Linked DNA regions of Mus musculus: all the other regions are linked to region 1. Evidence: chromatin contacts called from public Hi-C and HiChIP or PLAC-seq data. All regions are on one chromosome and are shown on one strand. The core of a region is the stretch at or near the end of the contact, and the rest is flanking DNA. Distances in the headings are between cores, read along the strand shown. Region 1 has its middle 10 kb from the start of Bnip3. Region 2 has its middle 58 kb from the start of Tcerg1l. Region 3 has its middle 12 kb from the start of Gm32486.

Evidence for each region. A called contact is a pair of places that touch in the nucleus more often than the background predicts. HiChIP or PLAC-seq counts read pairs in DNA pulled down with a chosen protein or histone mark.
Region 2: a contact with region 1 is called in an H3K27ac HiChIP or PLAC-seq map of embryonic stem cells, with 2.4 times the contacts expected there. The contact joins two enhancer-like sites. A contact is called at or near these places in 1 of 484 Hi-C or Micro-C datasets (the AML12 cell line) and 1 of 115 datasets of contacts at active chromatin or transcription factors (embryonic stem cells).
Region 3: a contact with region 1 is called in a Hi-C map of the N1E-115 cell line, with 4 times the contacts expected there. The contact joins two enhancer-like sites. A contact is called at or near these places in 2 of 484 Hi-C or Micro-C datasets (the HL-1 cell line and the N1E-115 cell line) and 2 of 115 datasets of contacts at active chromatin or transcription factors (extraembryonic endoderm stem cells and pancreatic cancer cells).

What each region holds. Positions count from the first base shown.
Region 1 is chr7:138,917,011-138,922,141 of GRCm38.p6, reverse strand. No RefSeq gene overlaps it. Among named protein-coding and RNA genes, the nearest start is that of Bnip3, 10 kb to the right of the region's middle. Within about 2 kb of position 2,446, at least 284 of the 459 cell types and tissues checked have an H3K27ac peak or open chromatin away from gene starts, as enhancers often do. A contact at or near this core is called in the N1E-115 cell line and embryonic stem cells, where this site is marked.
Region 2 is chr7:138,453,481-138,458,611 of GRCm38.p6, reverse strand. No RefSeq gene overlaps it. Among named protein-coding and RNA genes, the nearest start is that of Tcerg1l, 58 kb to the right of the region's middle. Within about 2 kb of position 3,096, at least 8 of the 459 cell types and tissues checked have an H3K27ac peak or open chromatin away from gene starts, as enhancers often do. A contact at or near this core is called in embryonic stem cells, where this site is marked.
Region 3 is chr7:139,306,597-139,311,727 of GRCm38.p6, reverse strand. No RefSeq gene overlaps it. Among named protein-coding and RNA genes, the nearest start is that of Gm32486, 12 kb to the right of the region's middle. Within about 2 kb of position 3,012, at least 71 of the 459 cell types and tissues checked have an H3K27ac peak or open chromatin away from gene starts, as enhancers often do. A contact at or near this core is called in the N1E-115 cell line, where this site is marked.

The DNA of each region.
Region 1 (5,131 bases), core at 1,197-3,696:
CTCAGCGCTGGGGAGGCAGAGGCAGGCAGATCTCTGAGTTCAAGGCCAACCTGGTCTAAAGAGTGAGTTCCAACACAGCCAGGGCTACACGGAGACACCCTGTTTCAAAATAACAACTAAACCCCTACTGTAATACATAAACATCAGAAACCATTACTTCTGTTTTTAAGATTTTTGGTCTGAGATTTGAAGACATCTGTCCTGTGAAGACTACATCTTCTTAAGATAGCACATGGCCCGAAATGCAGTTAACAAGGGAACAGTGCCAAGGAGTCAGGAGAAAATGCTTACTGCTCTGTCTGGGGCAAAGGGCCAGGCTGCGGCCTGGGCAGGGAGAGTCCTGCCAGGAGACTGGGGCAAGACTGGGTAGTAGCTGAGCAGGACAGATGTGGGAGAGTTCAGAGGAGGGTTGTGTGAGGAAGACTAGAGTCCGCATCGCCAGAACCTGCACACTCATATTCATGGAGGCCGTGGCGGTAACAGCCAAAGCTTGGAAGCGCTGAGGTATCCTTCAGGAGGCGAAGGAGTATACATCCTGTTGCACCCAGACAATGGAAGCGTGTTCAATTATGAGCTGCCAAGCCAGGAAAAGACATGGAACAATATTACTGGAAAACACCCGAGTTCAGTTCCCCGTACCCACATGTCAGCTCACAACTCTGTAACTTCAGTTCCAGGGGATCTGATGAAGATCCAGGGCGTCCTCCGGCGTCCTCTTCCATGTCCACTTCATGCATCTGAGGTACAGATGGACATGCATGTAGGCATAACACTTACCCATACCCATGAAAAAAAATCTTGAATATAAAACAGAGAATACATGTCTAGGCTGAGCATGATGGCACACACCTTTAATTCCAGCACCAAGGAAGTGGTGACAGGCCAATCTTTGTGAGTTCAAGGCCAACCGGATCTACATGAGTTGCAAACTAGGCGGGGCTACATAGTGAGACCCTTTCTAACATAAACAAACAAACAAACAAAACAAATACTGAGAGAAGCCAGACTGAAAAAGTTATGCTGTAGGCTCCTATCGGTGCCATTCTGGAAAAGATAAGTCTGTAGAGAAAGGAAAAAAAAAAAAGTGGTGTTACCAGGGGGTGGGATGTTGAGACAGAGGGCAGGGACTTAACACGGTAATCCATTCTGCATGAGTCAGGTCCAGAGAGCAGGCAGCAAAAGCAACATGGACCACAGGTCCACTGGTGACTCCATAGTTGTGTGGTTTAACAAAGAAAAACGCTCTGGTGAGGATCCTGATAGAGGAACTCGTGTGTACGTGTGTGTGTGTGTGTGTGTGTGTGTGTGTGTGTGTGTGTGTGTGTATGTGTATATGTATGTGTGTATGTATGTGTATGTGTGTGTGTATGTGTTTGTATGTGTGTGTATGTGTACATGTGTGTGTATGTATGTGTGTATTTATGTGTGTGTATGTGTATTTATGTGTGTGTATGTATGTGTGTGTATGTGTACATGTGTGTGTATGTGTGTGTATGTGCATGTGTGTGTGTATGTGTGTGTGTGTAGGGGGTGGTCAGGGGCATTTGGAAAATCTTTCTCCTTGATGCTTACTCTTTCTACAAAACTGAAAAGTTTGTCTTTGTAAAATAAGCATATGACAGGGCTAGGAGTGTGGTAGAGTGTAGTAACCAAGCATCAACAAAGCCCTGGTTTGATGCCCTAGCACCCCATGTACTGGGTGTGGTCACACTCTGATCCCAGTACTCAGTAGGTAGAGGTAGGAGCATCAGAAGTTCAAAGTCATCCTCCACTACGTTGTGAATTCGTGACCATTTTGGGATACAAGAGCTCCTGTCCTATTTCAAACAAACAAACAAACAAACAAACAAACAAACAAAAAGGCAATTCTTCCTGAGCCGGCACGGTGAGACATGACTGTGATCCTGGCACTCTGGAAGCTGAAGCAAGAAGACTGATTGCAAGTTCAAGATCAACTGGGTTATATATTAATACTGTCACAAACAAACAAAAAAAGTGAGACAAGAAATCAAGCAAGCAGACAAACAAACGTAAAAAGGAATGACAGAAACTTGCCTCAAGAGATCAAGGTCAATTGAAATGTTCCAGAAAGAGGAAAAAAGAGACACTTTCACTGGGGCTGGCGACTGCCTAGTGCCATCTTCTGGCTCACAGCCACCTTGTATCTACCTTTCCTCCCTATAAAAGCCCTTTCTTCCTTAAGATAGTCTCCTCCCATTTCCTCGCGCCAGGACCACCAAGTGGCGATATGGCTACGGGCATGGGTATGGGCGTGTGCCCTGAGAGGCTACACGACAGAGTGCTGTTGGGCACGTTTCGTCCTGAGACAGTTGTTGGCATGTTGGTCTCAGGCCACCTGACCTGTTACTCCACTTCTGCAATCTCTGTGAAGCAGGCCTGGAGCTATTGCCTCACCGACCGACCAAGGACAAACAACAGCGGCGGCCACAGCCCAGCGCACCCTGACGGTCCTTGGGGATACTGTCCAGCCCCAGCTCGGCTGTGCCTGACTCTCGGAGCCTGAGCTGCTTCCTGTTTTGAACGTTCTCTGGCGAGTACAGTTCAGGCTTTTATCAAAGTACACGCTGCTTTCCTTCCCCGGGGATCTCACTTTGCAGCCAACTGGGACGCTGCACAAGTACACTTGGGACCTAAAGCGTGTGCATGTTGTTTACAATTCTGAAGATTTCATCACGCCAGTTTCTAAAAATAACTTGGCGTGGCATAGGCGTCACTGTGAATTCCTGGAAAAGTGGGTGTTTTCCTAGAGGAGGGAAGGAGGCAGAACAGAGTGGTCAGTACAGCCTGATGCAGGAGGCTCCTGCCAGAAAGGCAAGGCGGAAGCCACTCAGAGGGCTCCTTGGAGCTGAACTGCCCTTCCTACCTCCACATCAGAGGCAGAACTCCTGCTAACAGCCAGCAGGGGCTGAATTCATTTCAGGTTCCCACCTCTGGTTTATTTCACTACAGAGAAATAAACATCCTCTTTATAACCCCTTCTCCCCAATGCCCCGGGACTTCTCCCAGCTGGGTCAAAGTCACATTTGTCACTTCTGCCACCTTTGGCTCATACACCCTATCTTCTTTTTGCTTGGGTCCTCACTATGTAATTATTAGGCCATGGCCAGTGTGGCCATGCAAACCCTCAGTATTATTCTGGCTCTTTATACAGGAAAAGTGCACTGTTTATCAGAGAGGGCTACTGTGAAGGTTAGTTTTATTATTTATTTATTTATTTATTTATTTATTTTTAAAAGATTTATTTATTTATTATATGTAAGTACATTGTAGCTGTCTTCAGACACTCCAGAAGAGGGAGTCAGATCTCGTTACGGATGGTTGTGAGCCACCATGTGGTTGCTGGGATTTGAACTCTGGAGCAGTCGGGTGCTCTAACCCACTGAGCCATCTCACCAGCCCTTTTTATTATTTTTAAATCACTTTTTGGTGTGTCTATGTCTATGTAAGCGTGTGCCATATGGGTGCAGGGTCCTCTTGGATTAGAGTTGTAGGTGATTTATGATCTATCTGATCTGGTCCTGGGAACCAAACTGGAGTCCTCAGTAAGAGCAGCAAGTTTTTAAATTGCTGAGCCATTTCTCCAGGGCCCCCTTCCTTAAAAAGTTTTATTTTATGTGCACATGGGTGTTTTGCCTGTATGCATGTACGCACATCACATATGTGTATTGCTTATGTGTTGTGGGACGTAATAAAAAATGGTATCATCCCACGCAATACACAGCTGCTCTCTGTCCCCAACGGTCTTGCCACCTCTAAGCCAGCCCCAGGTTCCGGATTGCCTGCCTCAGAGCCTCTTGTACCTTCTCAGCATCCACCCCCTAGGCTAGTTATCACAAATTCCCTTAATCAGTAAATCAAAACTCTAGAAGCTTATAATTAATCAGTCAGATTTATATATCAATAAATTCTCAATTCACAAGATGCCCACACAATAATTTCAGAGCCAATTGATAATGATACAAGCTGCCCGCCTAGATTAGATGTTATCTCAAGTATTCTTTCCTTTTATGATTTTTTTTTTTTTTTTTTTTTTTTTTTTTGGTTTTTCGAGACAGGGTTTCTCTTTAGCCCTGGCTGTCCTGGAACTCACTTTGTAGACCAGGCTGGCCTCGAACTCAGAAATAATCTGCCTGCCTCTGCCTCCCGAGTGCTGGGATTAAAGGCATGAGCCACCATGCCCGGCCCTTTTATGATATTTTAAAGCCACACAGAATCTGGATTGTCTTTCTCTTTCTCCATCTTCCTTCCTTCTCCTCTCTGTCCGCTCTCTTCCATCTCTAAAAATCCTCACCCGTCTTCCTTCTCCACTGCCCAGTCACAGGCTTCTTGTTGTATTACTACTTAAATTCATTGGGGGAAAATTCTGCTACACTTATGGAGGCTAGAAGAGGGCATTGGATCTTTTGGAACTGGAGTTACAGGTGGCTGCGAGCTGCCCCTGGGTACTGAACCCAGATCCTAGAAGATATAGTCTAGTGTTCTTAACTTCTGAGTCACCTCTCCAGCCACAATGGTTAATCTTACTTGTCAACTTGACACAATCTATAATCATCTGAGACCAGAGTCTCAGTGAGGAATTTGCTAGGTGGGGCTCGGCTTGTGGGGATGTCTGTGAGGGACTATCTTAAGTGCCTTAGTTGGTGTGGGAAGCCCCAGCCTGAAGGTGCAAAGCATAGTTTCTTGGTTGGGAGCCTGTATTAGTCAGGGTTCTCTAGAGTCACAGAACTTATGGACAGTCTCTAGATAGTAAAGGAATTTATTGATGACTTACAGTCGGCAGCCCAATTCCCAACAATGATTCAGTCCCAGCTGTGAATGGAAGTCCAAGGATCTAGCAGTTACTCAGTCTCATGCAGCAAGCAGGCGAAGGAGCAAGAGCTCGAGCTAGACTCCCTTCTTCCAATGTCCTTATATTGTCTCCAGCAGAAGGTGTAGCCCAGATTAAAGGTGTGTTCCACCACACCTTTAATCCCAGATGAAAGGCGTAGCCCAGATTAAAGGTGTGTTCCTTAAACTCGGAGATTCAATCTTCTGGAATCCATAGCCACTATGGCTCAAGATCTTCAAACCAAGATCCAGATAAGGATCTCCAAGCCTCCAGATAAGGGTC
Region 2 (5,131 bases), core at 1,847-4,346, 460 kb after region 1:
TGCTATGTCTACATGTATATACATGGTTGCTTGTATATGTATGGTTATTTAAATTAATACCTATGTGTGTTCTATTTGGCTACATGGGCTATTTAAAGTATCAGCGAGGTAAATGGACTTGCCCCATGGACCCTCCTAGGCTAAGGCTGGCCACCCAGGAAGGGAGTTTCAGTCAGCTGCAGTCTGCCCTAGGGCACAGAGCTCCTATAGGGAGTAGAGTGTCACTGCAAGGCGTCTGGCCAGAAACCCGGCTGCCAAAACAGGTTGTTATGCAAAGTTTCTCACTTAAAATATTTTGTGCTAGTTGCCGCTAGCATGGATTACTTCTTTCAGACAGTCTCCCAATTAGGATCCAGGATGACACGGCCTCAGTAAAGCTCCCAGCTCTTCTCTCGTCAATTAAAGCCTTCTACTCTCCTCTTCCATGTGGCCCCCCTTGGGATTAGGAATCTCCTTTCTCAGGTTAGCACAGAAGAGTAATGGATGCGTGCTGGCTGGGGGCTGATAAAGGCTGCAATGAATAACATTAGCTGCAGGGTGCTAGAGCTGCATCCCTCTCTGCAGCTACCCCAGAGATTATTAAACAGATACAACCAATTTTTCCAAACGCTCCTAACAGCCATACATTTCTCTAAGCTTTCGATGTATGCATCCTTTCTTCTCTGTGTGTTCATTTGTATCTATTTCCCCACATATCCTGTATGCCTCATAGTCAAATTGCCTTCTCTGCCACAGAAGGATCCTGTTGGTGCCATGGGCACGGGGTCTCAGTGTTAGCCGTTTTAGATGTTCCAGGGAGACCTAATGAGATGTGTCCAGGCAGCCCAAACTCAAGCCCGCAGAGCTGCGTAATTGACGGATCTGGCCTCTGGTCTAGACATAAAATACACACGATGCAAATGATTTCTGGAGGGAAGCAGTTTGCCTTTGTTTTTTGGTGGTGGAAAACCAGGTCAGAAAAGTCTGGAGAGGCTGAAGACAGGAGCCTAGCACAGCTGTCCTCTGAGAGGCCCTATCAGCAGCTGACTGAGACAGACGCAGATGCTTACACTCAACCATGGGACTGAAGTTGAGGACCCCTATGGCTGAATTAGGGGAAGGACTGAAGAAGCAGAAGGGGGGTTGACTTCAAAGGAAGACCAGCAGTCTCAACTTACCTGGACCCCTGTGAGCTCCCAGAGACAGAGCCACCAACCAGGCAGCATACATAGGCTGGTCCAAGGCCCCTGGCACATGTACAGCAGAGGACTGCCTGGTCTGGCTTCAGTGGGATGTACTTAGTCCTGGAGAACTTGAGGCCCCACGGAAGGGGAGGCCTGTTGGTGGGAAAGCACCCTCTTGGAGGCAAGTGGGCGGAGGGAGGATGAAAAACTGTGGGAGTGGGGACCAGGAGAGGGGGACAATGTCTGGAATGTAAATAAATAAAATACAATTTAAAAAGATAGAGAGTAATGGGGGTCCTTAAGAAGTTAAATACTGTCCAGCACACACATATAAGTGCATTCACAGAACTAACCCACAGACACACAGCGTTGAGTCCTTTCAAATGGTGGTTACCACAGTGGGATTGGGTGGACAGGATAACAGGCTGCCTGAGGAGATAGAGCATGAATACTCTGAGTCAGACAGGTCTGCTATGGGCCTAACCTGTGACCCTGCACCTACTTATGAAATGAGCTTGGAGAAGTTCAGAGGTAACCATGGATGACCCACAGGAAAGGATGGTTTGTGCAGTTAGTAAATCTACACTCCTGAGAGGGACAAAACATCTAAACCCTCTACACCCTCTGCTTCTTCACACCTGGACATGGACTCTTAGTCTAAGTGGGACTGACCCAGGGTACATGGAGCTTCTCTAGTCTTAAAGGCCCTCCAACCCTGAGGCATTTGTACGACTGTTATCTTCTCAGTCGCCATAGTGTTATGGTGACCAAAGTACCTAAATAAAAGCAAAATAAAAGAAAGTGTCTTGGTTGGGTTTTTGTCACTGCGATGTAACCAGATATCTGTTAAGAAAATGCCTCCATCAGATTGGCCTGTAGGCAAGTCTTTGGTGGCTTTTTCCTAATTAATGATTTGATACGAGAGGGCCCAGGCTACTGTGAGAAATGTTATCTCTGGATGGTGCTGAAAGGTTTTAGAAAGATGGCTGACCAACCTTGAGCCAAGGAACAAGCCAATAAGCAGTGTTTCTCTATGGCCTCTGTTTCAGTTCCCACCTCCAGGTGTCTGCTTTGAGTTCAGATCCAGACTTCCCTCCATGATGGGCTGTGGCACAGACGTGCAAGGCAAATAAGCCCTTTCCTCCCTGAGCCTGGATTTGTCATGGTGTTTATCACAGCAATAAAAAGCAAACTAGGAGACAGAGGGAGAAGGGTTTTTTCCCATTGTGCCAGGAAAGGCATGGCAGGAGCCTCTTCATTCATTTCTCAGGGATTGTACGGCAGAGATGGGCAATGGGCAAGAAGCAGATAAATCAATCAGGCTGGAAATACAGATGCCTGTGACCCTCAAAGGCCTTTACAGCTTTCTAAATAGCTCTGTAAGCTGGGGACTAAGTGATGAAATCATGAACCCGAGATATACATTTCAGATACAAACCATAATATTCCACTCATTGTTCCCCAAAGCTCACAGCCAGCCACCTCAAGACGTAGAACAGTCACTCTTGCTTCAAAAGTCCCCATAGTTTTAATAGTCCCAAAGTTGTTCAAAAGTCCAGTCTCTTCTGAACTGGGGGAAACTATTTTTTTCTTTCTTTTTTTTTTTTTTTCCTTTTTTCTTTTTGTGATGCTGGAGATTAACCTGTGGCATCCCATTCTGTCACAGAGAATGTCTTTGACCTTCTTCATCCTCTTTTACTTTGATTTTGAAAAAGGGTCTTGTTAAATTGTTGAGCCAGGTCTTGGACTTGTGATCTTCTTCTATCAGCCTCCTGAGATGCTGAGATGACGGGCTGGCACCGCTTGGCCTGGCTCAAGGCTGTGACCCCTGTAACATGAATGGGAGCATAGACATGGTATGCAACAGTACAGAGTGGACACCCTGACTCCAAGCAGGCCACGCCCTTTCCTGTGGAGCCAGGCTTTCACCTCTGTGTGTGTAGATGACTTGACTCTGTACCACCTCCCAACACTGTGTCTGTTGCTTCCTTTGCCTGCTCTCACCAGCAGATCCTGGTAAAGGGCATTCTTTGAGTCATGGTCAGTGAGACAAATGGGCATTCTCTTCATTATGTTATCACCTCACTTGTAAGACATTTGGGCTCCAGCATCTCCAGCAGCCTGGATCTATGGACACCCTCCATTGCTCTCCTAACTTTTCTTCATGTTCCCTTCCCAGCAGCATAAAGCAGTATTCAGCAAGCGAGAGTCAGGAGAGACAGTGGACATGTGTATTATCTTTGTTATTCCACCATAACCTCCTATGCAGAGGAATATCAACTCAGTGTTATTCTTAATAGAGTGCATTTCAAATTTGTTCAGTCAAACTTTGCCAGGGATCCAACGCCCTACTTAAAATTCAACTAGGAAGTTACCTATTCATCACTAATTAGCATTATAAAGTCAGAGCCTACAACTCAGGGCTTTTCTGTTAGTTGTTTACTAGGATAGAAAGGACAGTCTTATCCAGACACGGTTTACCATAAGAAAAGTTAGGGAATCCCACGGAGACAGGCTTTTTCTTTAGCCCTAAGAATTCAGGCAAAACTATTGAGCATAGATAAATTTACCTCAGGCCAGCCTTTTCTTTTTTCTTTTTCTTTTTATTAACAACAGGGAGGAGATGTAGCCTCCCCTCCCCCAGCCTTAATGGTTCCACTGTTTACACCTGGATGGAGCTTGGCGGCTCAATTGTTCTGCCATGCCCACTGCTGGAATCTGCCGCTTTGCTGTTCGGAGCCGTACATGTGGTCACCCTGCTACTGGACTCCAAGATTATTTGGCGGGAATCAGGCCCCTCCCCCTTCCTTCATAACGGAGTGCCGGAATCAGAGTGCCGGAATCGTAAAAATTAAACCTTAAGCAGAGACCTTTGTCTTGGTTCCTTCCTTATCTCACGCAGCCCAGCCCCTCTTCTCTTCCCGGTTTCCAAAATGCCTTTCCAGGCTAAAACCCAAACCTGTAATCTGCTGGCCAGACACAACACTATTCTTTAATAATTACTGGTGCACACACTGCTGTTTAGTATATGTGCTTAGAGCTGACCATTCAGAACTGGATAACTTGTTAGGGGAATTTTTCCTGGAGAAAAACGGCCTCTCCCTTTCTCCACCGCTATTGTTTGCTAGTAGTTCTTCATCTAGAAGGAGGACCTTGTGAGATTCCCCTATCTGTGTTGGTATGTCAACTGGTTGTGATCGTTATGTGGGTCTTTGCTAGGCAACCACAGTGTCGAGGTTTTATGGGTGTCCTTGTCATGTATAGAAGACACTACCTTCAGCAGATATCCTGGTTCTCTGGTTCTTAACAATATTTATATCTCCTTTCCCATGATCTTCCCTGAGCCTTAGGTGCACAGGCTGTATTGTAAATGTAACAATTGAGCTTAGGAATCCCGCAGACATTTATTGTCTACATTTTTACCAGCTATAGGTCTCAGTGGTCGTCTCCATTTGCTACAAATAGAATCTCTTTTGATGGGAGGTGAGTGGAGTGTGAAAGAGCCTCTGGTGAAAGGGCTATGGCTGAGCCCTGTAAAGTCAGTCCTGTAAAACAAAACAAAACTAAACTAAACTAAACTAAACTAAACTAAACTCTCCATCTGGGAGTCATCCCAACTGACCAGGGAACCGCCTTGTGTCTGGATATCTGGGAATTCCATGCAAATACTCATACCACAGCTCCTGGTAACCACTTTACTGCAATCTTTGAATATCTGACAGTTAACTGGAAGGTTTCCGAAATGTTACACCAGCAATGGAAAAGGTAGCAACAGTCATTTTCCTCAGTGTGAGCCAACCAGCAAGGGTAATTAGATGTCAACCACGAGACTCTATTTGGACAAGGCTATCTGATTTGCCTGGGAATGAGCAGAGCCCGTTTCATTACCTTTAAAAATCATTTTAAAACTCTTGACAGATTTTGTGTTTTACAGAGTAATGACTTTCAGTGTTTATAAAAACAGAACT
Region 3 (5,131 bases), core at 1,763-4,262, 390 kb before region 1:
GGGTCCCTTATAACAGCAGGTACTGTTTTAGTGTATACTCTGTTTTTGTTATTTCAGAAAAGGCCCTCAAATTGACACGGGGGCAAGGGAGGGGGGGAGACCAGAACTCTGACCTTCATTCGCATATTTTATGCCTTAGCACTGTTTTTGTTTTTATCTCTATTTAAGTCTGGGAGGAAGGTACCTCCAGTCCTCCAGTGAGAGGCCTTAGAGGTTAGATCCTTGTGTAGAGTCAAGAGAGACTTTGAGGCCAGCCAAGGCACCCTGAGCAGAAAACTGGGGAGCTCCTAAGTTGGGGTGCAACATGAGCACCGGCTCTATAACCTGAGTAGGTGGCCTGACTGAGGCTTTAGGCAGTCTGATGCTCGAGCAGGAATGATGTTTGCTGGAGGAGAGGGTGGCTTGGATCTAGCGTTTGTCACCACAGTGCACCCTAAGTTACCCACTGTGGTCCCCCTGAGGACCATGCTACCTGACCTGCCCTTTCTTGGATTGGTAGACATGATGCTGTGGCCCTAAATCTTAGGTCACTTCTCCCCACCTCTCGAAAGATACCTGCTCAGTCGGCCTAACCACGGCCTGGATATAGCCCCCACATTCTTCCTGCGTGGTCCAGGAGCCTTGACTTCTCCAAGTGAGGATGAAGTGGGGGATAGCGCTCCTGATCCCATACAGGCTTTTTCAGGGTCACAGGAAAGGACCCTCACACCTGCACACCAGGAGGCTCCAGCGGGGACAGCTCTGCTTTATTTGCAACACTAGCTGGTGCAGCTTCCTGCCACCGTGGAAGGCAAGGACACCCTGAATTAGCCAGGCCCCTCTGACATCACTGGCACAGCTCACGTGATCCCCTGCTTCGCCTCATGTGGATAGCAGCATCCAGTAACTAGGGCTTATGATCTTCAGGGTCACCTACAGAGAGTCCCACTAGGCCTTTCTCTTATCCTGAGTACACACACAAGGATGCTGAGAGCTAAGGGCCAGGGGGGGCGGATCTGTGGGGCTGCTTGTTCTTGGCTGGAACAAGCTGATAGAGGCTGGATTGTTCTTGCTGACACTGAGTGGAGCTTAGAGGCCACACAGGGGCTGTGATCCTAGGGGTGGACAGCTCTGGCATGAGTCCAGAGACTTCAAAGGCACAGGGCTTTCATTGGCAATGGGCCTCCCAAAGAGTGTTCTGGACATGAGGCCGTTAATGAGCCTCGCAGATGGGGAATGATGGCTGATGTAGGAATGGGAGGGGTGCTTACTGCATGGTGTTCTGAGCACAGCACCTGAAGCAAAGGGCAGGGCAGGATGCTGCCATTAGGCCATTGCACTTGGTGTCTGCTCTCACAGAAGCCGGGGGGGGGGGGTATCTGCAGGGCCTTTATATCTCTGTTTGCTGGCTTGTTTGTTTTGAAGCAGTCTCCTATTGTAGACTAGACTGGCATCAAACTCACAGAGATCCACCTGCCTCTGCATCCTGAGTGCTAGGATAAAAGGCTTATACCACTATACCCAGCCTCATGATCACTGGAACCCCTGGTTTCTGCTCAACTTAGCCTCATTAGCCCCCAAGTCTTTTGGTCTGATAAGAGTGGGTAGCCTGTAGGAGCAGATAGAGAGGCTCTAGGACTGAGAGTACCATAGCTTATGCCTATAATTCTAGCCCTTGGGTGGCAGAGTCGGGAAGATCCCAAGTTCTAGACCAGCCTAAACTACATAGAGAGACCTGACTCAAAAACACATGGAGAGGAGTGGGCATGGTAGCACATGCCTTAAATTCCAGGCAGGGGGAGATAAGCAGATTTTTGTGAGTTTGAAGCTAGCCCAGTCTATACAGAGAGTTTCAGGGTATCCAGGGCTATATAGTGAAACCCTGCCTCAAAAACAGCATTCACACACCCATAGAGAGAGGCAGAAGATGGGGGAGGGGAGTTAGGGAGAGGGCTAGAGGAAAGAAGGAAGGAAGGAAGGAAGGAAGGGAGGGAGGGAGGGAGGGAGGGAGGGAGGGAGGAAGAGAAGGAGGGAGGGAGGGAGGGAGAGAGGGAGGGAGGAAGGAAGGAAGGAAAGAAGGAAAGAAAGAAAGAAAGAAGGAAAGAAGGAAAGAAAGAATGAAAGGGGAGGAGGCTTTGCTCTGGTCTAAGCTATATCTGGCAAGGGACTGGGAACTGAGGCTCCTAGGTTTCTACATATGACTTTTCCAAGCCAGGCCTGTACAGAGGGACCTGGGGCTGGTGCCAGGAAGGAGGCAGCTTGGGCTAGTGGTTCCCTGGGCTGCCATGGGTGGAGATTCTCTGTGCTTAAGATCCTCATGGTCTCTTTCATATCTCAGAGCAAGGAGGTCCTGAGAGGTCAATATGGCTCAGAGCCCCAGCCGGCAAGTGGCTGACTCTTGGTCCTGCCTGGGGAGTGGGAGGGGCCTGCCTTGGCCTGCAGAGCATCTTGGAAGCTTCTGGGCTGGGGCAGGCCCAGGCTCCTTTAGACTCCTGGCCAGAGAAGAAAACCAGATGGGCTGACTCAGGACAGGCCTGGCTGCTTCCTTTCCCACCGCTAGGGCCAGCAGTGAGTGCTCTCCTAAGACAGTGACCTCAGCAGTTATATCAACTCCAGGAGGCCTGTGCCCAGGGACTGAAGTAGGGACATACATTCCATCCATCCTGCTGTGGAGTTGGGGGTAACCTTCTGAGCCCCAGGCCCCCTGATGTGGCAGTGGGCTTTCTGAGACACTGAGACTGAAAGAGAGGAGCCAGGAGACCAAGGCCAGCTTAATCACTTCCGAGGAGCTAATTGGTTAGACTGTGGGACTCAGTTTCCCTTTTCATCCTCAGCAGCATTGACCTAATGGTCTGGATTAACTCACAAATTAAAAGTTCCTCTAACTGGTTTGCCCCAGGCCTGTCCCAGACCCACTTGTGTGTGTTCCCTGGTTCTGCTTGCCCGTGACTGGTTGTTCCTTCAGGCAGAGTAGACAGTGTGGTGTTTCTTTGGACATTTGCTGGAGGACAAGGGCCATTCCTGGGCCAACCTCAAGATGGCTCTGTTCCGTACAGTGAGGCCAGCTTCCCTCTTTCTGGGAGTTTCCAGGCTTGGAAGAACATGCTGGCTTTCGGCTCAGCCAGAGAACATGAGGAGTTGGCTGGGGCTGCAACGGCCCTTCCAAATATGTAGGCAGGGCTGGGCAGCCCCAGCGTGGCTCTCTGGGGGCCTCCAGGAGGATGCAGGGGTATCAGGAGTGTCATTTTTCCAAACATGGACAATGCCAGACCTGTTGGGTCCACGTTGCCCTGTCAAGCCTGCTCCTGGGCCTCTCACAACTGAAGAAAGGAGTTGTCCCACAAAGCTCTGGGGGTATGGGGACAATATGAACTGCCCTGAAGGAGACACTATACTCTTGTTCCAATGGAGGTAGGCTGTGAACAGACTGGGGCACAGGGCTACCAAACTGGCGTTACATGGTGTTCCTACCTGGTGTTACATGGTATCTGGTGCTGGCTGGTTTGTTGAGGTGATAAGGTCCTGGGTGACGTGTCTTTTTGTTTGTTTAGTTGGTTGGTTTGGTTTGGTTTGGTTTGGTTTTTTTTGAGACAGGGTTTCTCTGCATAGCCCTGGCTGTCCTGGAACTCACTCTGTAGACCAGGCTGGCCTCGAACTCAGAAATCTGACTGCCTCTGCCTCCCAAGTGCTGGGATTAAAGGCGTGCACCACCACGCCCGGCCTCTGGTTGATGTGTCTTTGACAGCACTTAGATTAAGGCTATCAGCCACGAGAGGTCCAGGGTTGGTAGCTCCTGCAGTTCTTTCTGACTACTACCAAGAAGGGGACTAGTGGCCACTACTTGTCCCATTGCCTACCACTACACCTGCCAGGGGAAAGCCTCAGAAGTAACTAGGCAAGTAACAACAACAACAACAACAGCACACTAGCACTGTCAGTATTTAGAACCCTCCCAGGGCCAGGGCTCCTTCTTTAAGGATGACACACCCTTCCAGGGACAGGACACCCTCCCAAGATGAGGATATCTTCCTCAGGGCCAGAATACCCTCTCAGGGATGAGATGTCTCCCAGGGCTAGGATATCCTCCCAAAGGCACAACATCTTCCTAGGAGCAGGACGCCATCCAGGGTATAACACTCTCTTACAGTTAGGACAGCCTCCTGAAGTGTTCTGGCTGCCTAGTTTTCTGGTACATCCAGGGGATGCTTGTACCCCCATCTCCAGTCAGGTCTCTAGATGCTCCCAGCCCCACTGTCTTTCCCCAGACCCCTTTCCTAGTGAAAACAAAGTAGGGAGGGGAGAAGTCAGATGACTGAGGGAAAGGGGCAGCTTCCCCCACCCACCCTGTGGCATAATGAGTGCCTAACATGCTTCCTTCCCCCGGTAGGTCTAACACAAAAGGAGGGAGAAGAATCATAGGTTGTCACACATGGCAGCCTTCCATTAGGGAGCTTCCTGAGCCATGGTCCCCAGCGGGAGCCCTGGACAGTGCTGTCTCATGATACTTCCTGCTCAGCTTACCCTGGGAGTAGGTCAAGTAATGGTCCAGACTTTGCCCATGAATTCTAGTGTTCACCCAAGGGTGTCAATGACTATCCTCAAGAGGGCAGCAGGCTATTTCCCAGGCCCTTAAGTCCCTGCCAGTCAGTGTCCCCTCAAGTGCCAGTGGCCACTCTGAATGTTCACCATTGGTGGGAGGGACCCCATCAATTGCTTATGTCGTGTAATGATGCTGTATCCTGGAGACCCAGGCTGCTCCCAGGCACTAGGAGGTATTCAAGGGAGAGTTACTCCTCTGTTTTGACATTCCCTTCCCTGGAGAGATGTAACAACATCAGCCTTCTCCTTATAAGGTACCAATGACAAACCAAAGTTCACCCTGGGGAACCAATCAGTTTCTTAGGATTACTTGAGAGTAGGGATGAGGAATCACCGGCCAGAGTGTGGATCACCCTAAAAAGCTGCATTAGAAAATCAGACCCTGCCAGACAGTGGTGGCGCATGCTTTTAATCCCAGCAATCGGGAGGCAGAGGCAGGAGGATTTCTGAGTTCGAGGCCAGCCTGGTCTACAGAGTGAGTTCCAGGACAGCCAGGGCTATACAGAGAAACCCTGTCTCAAAAAACCGAAAGAAAGAAAGAAAGAAAGGAAGA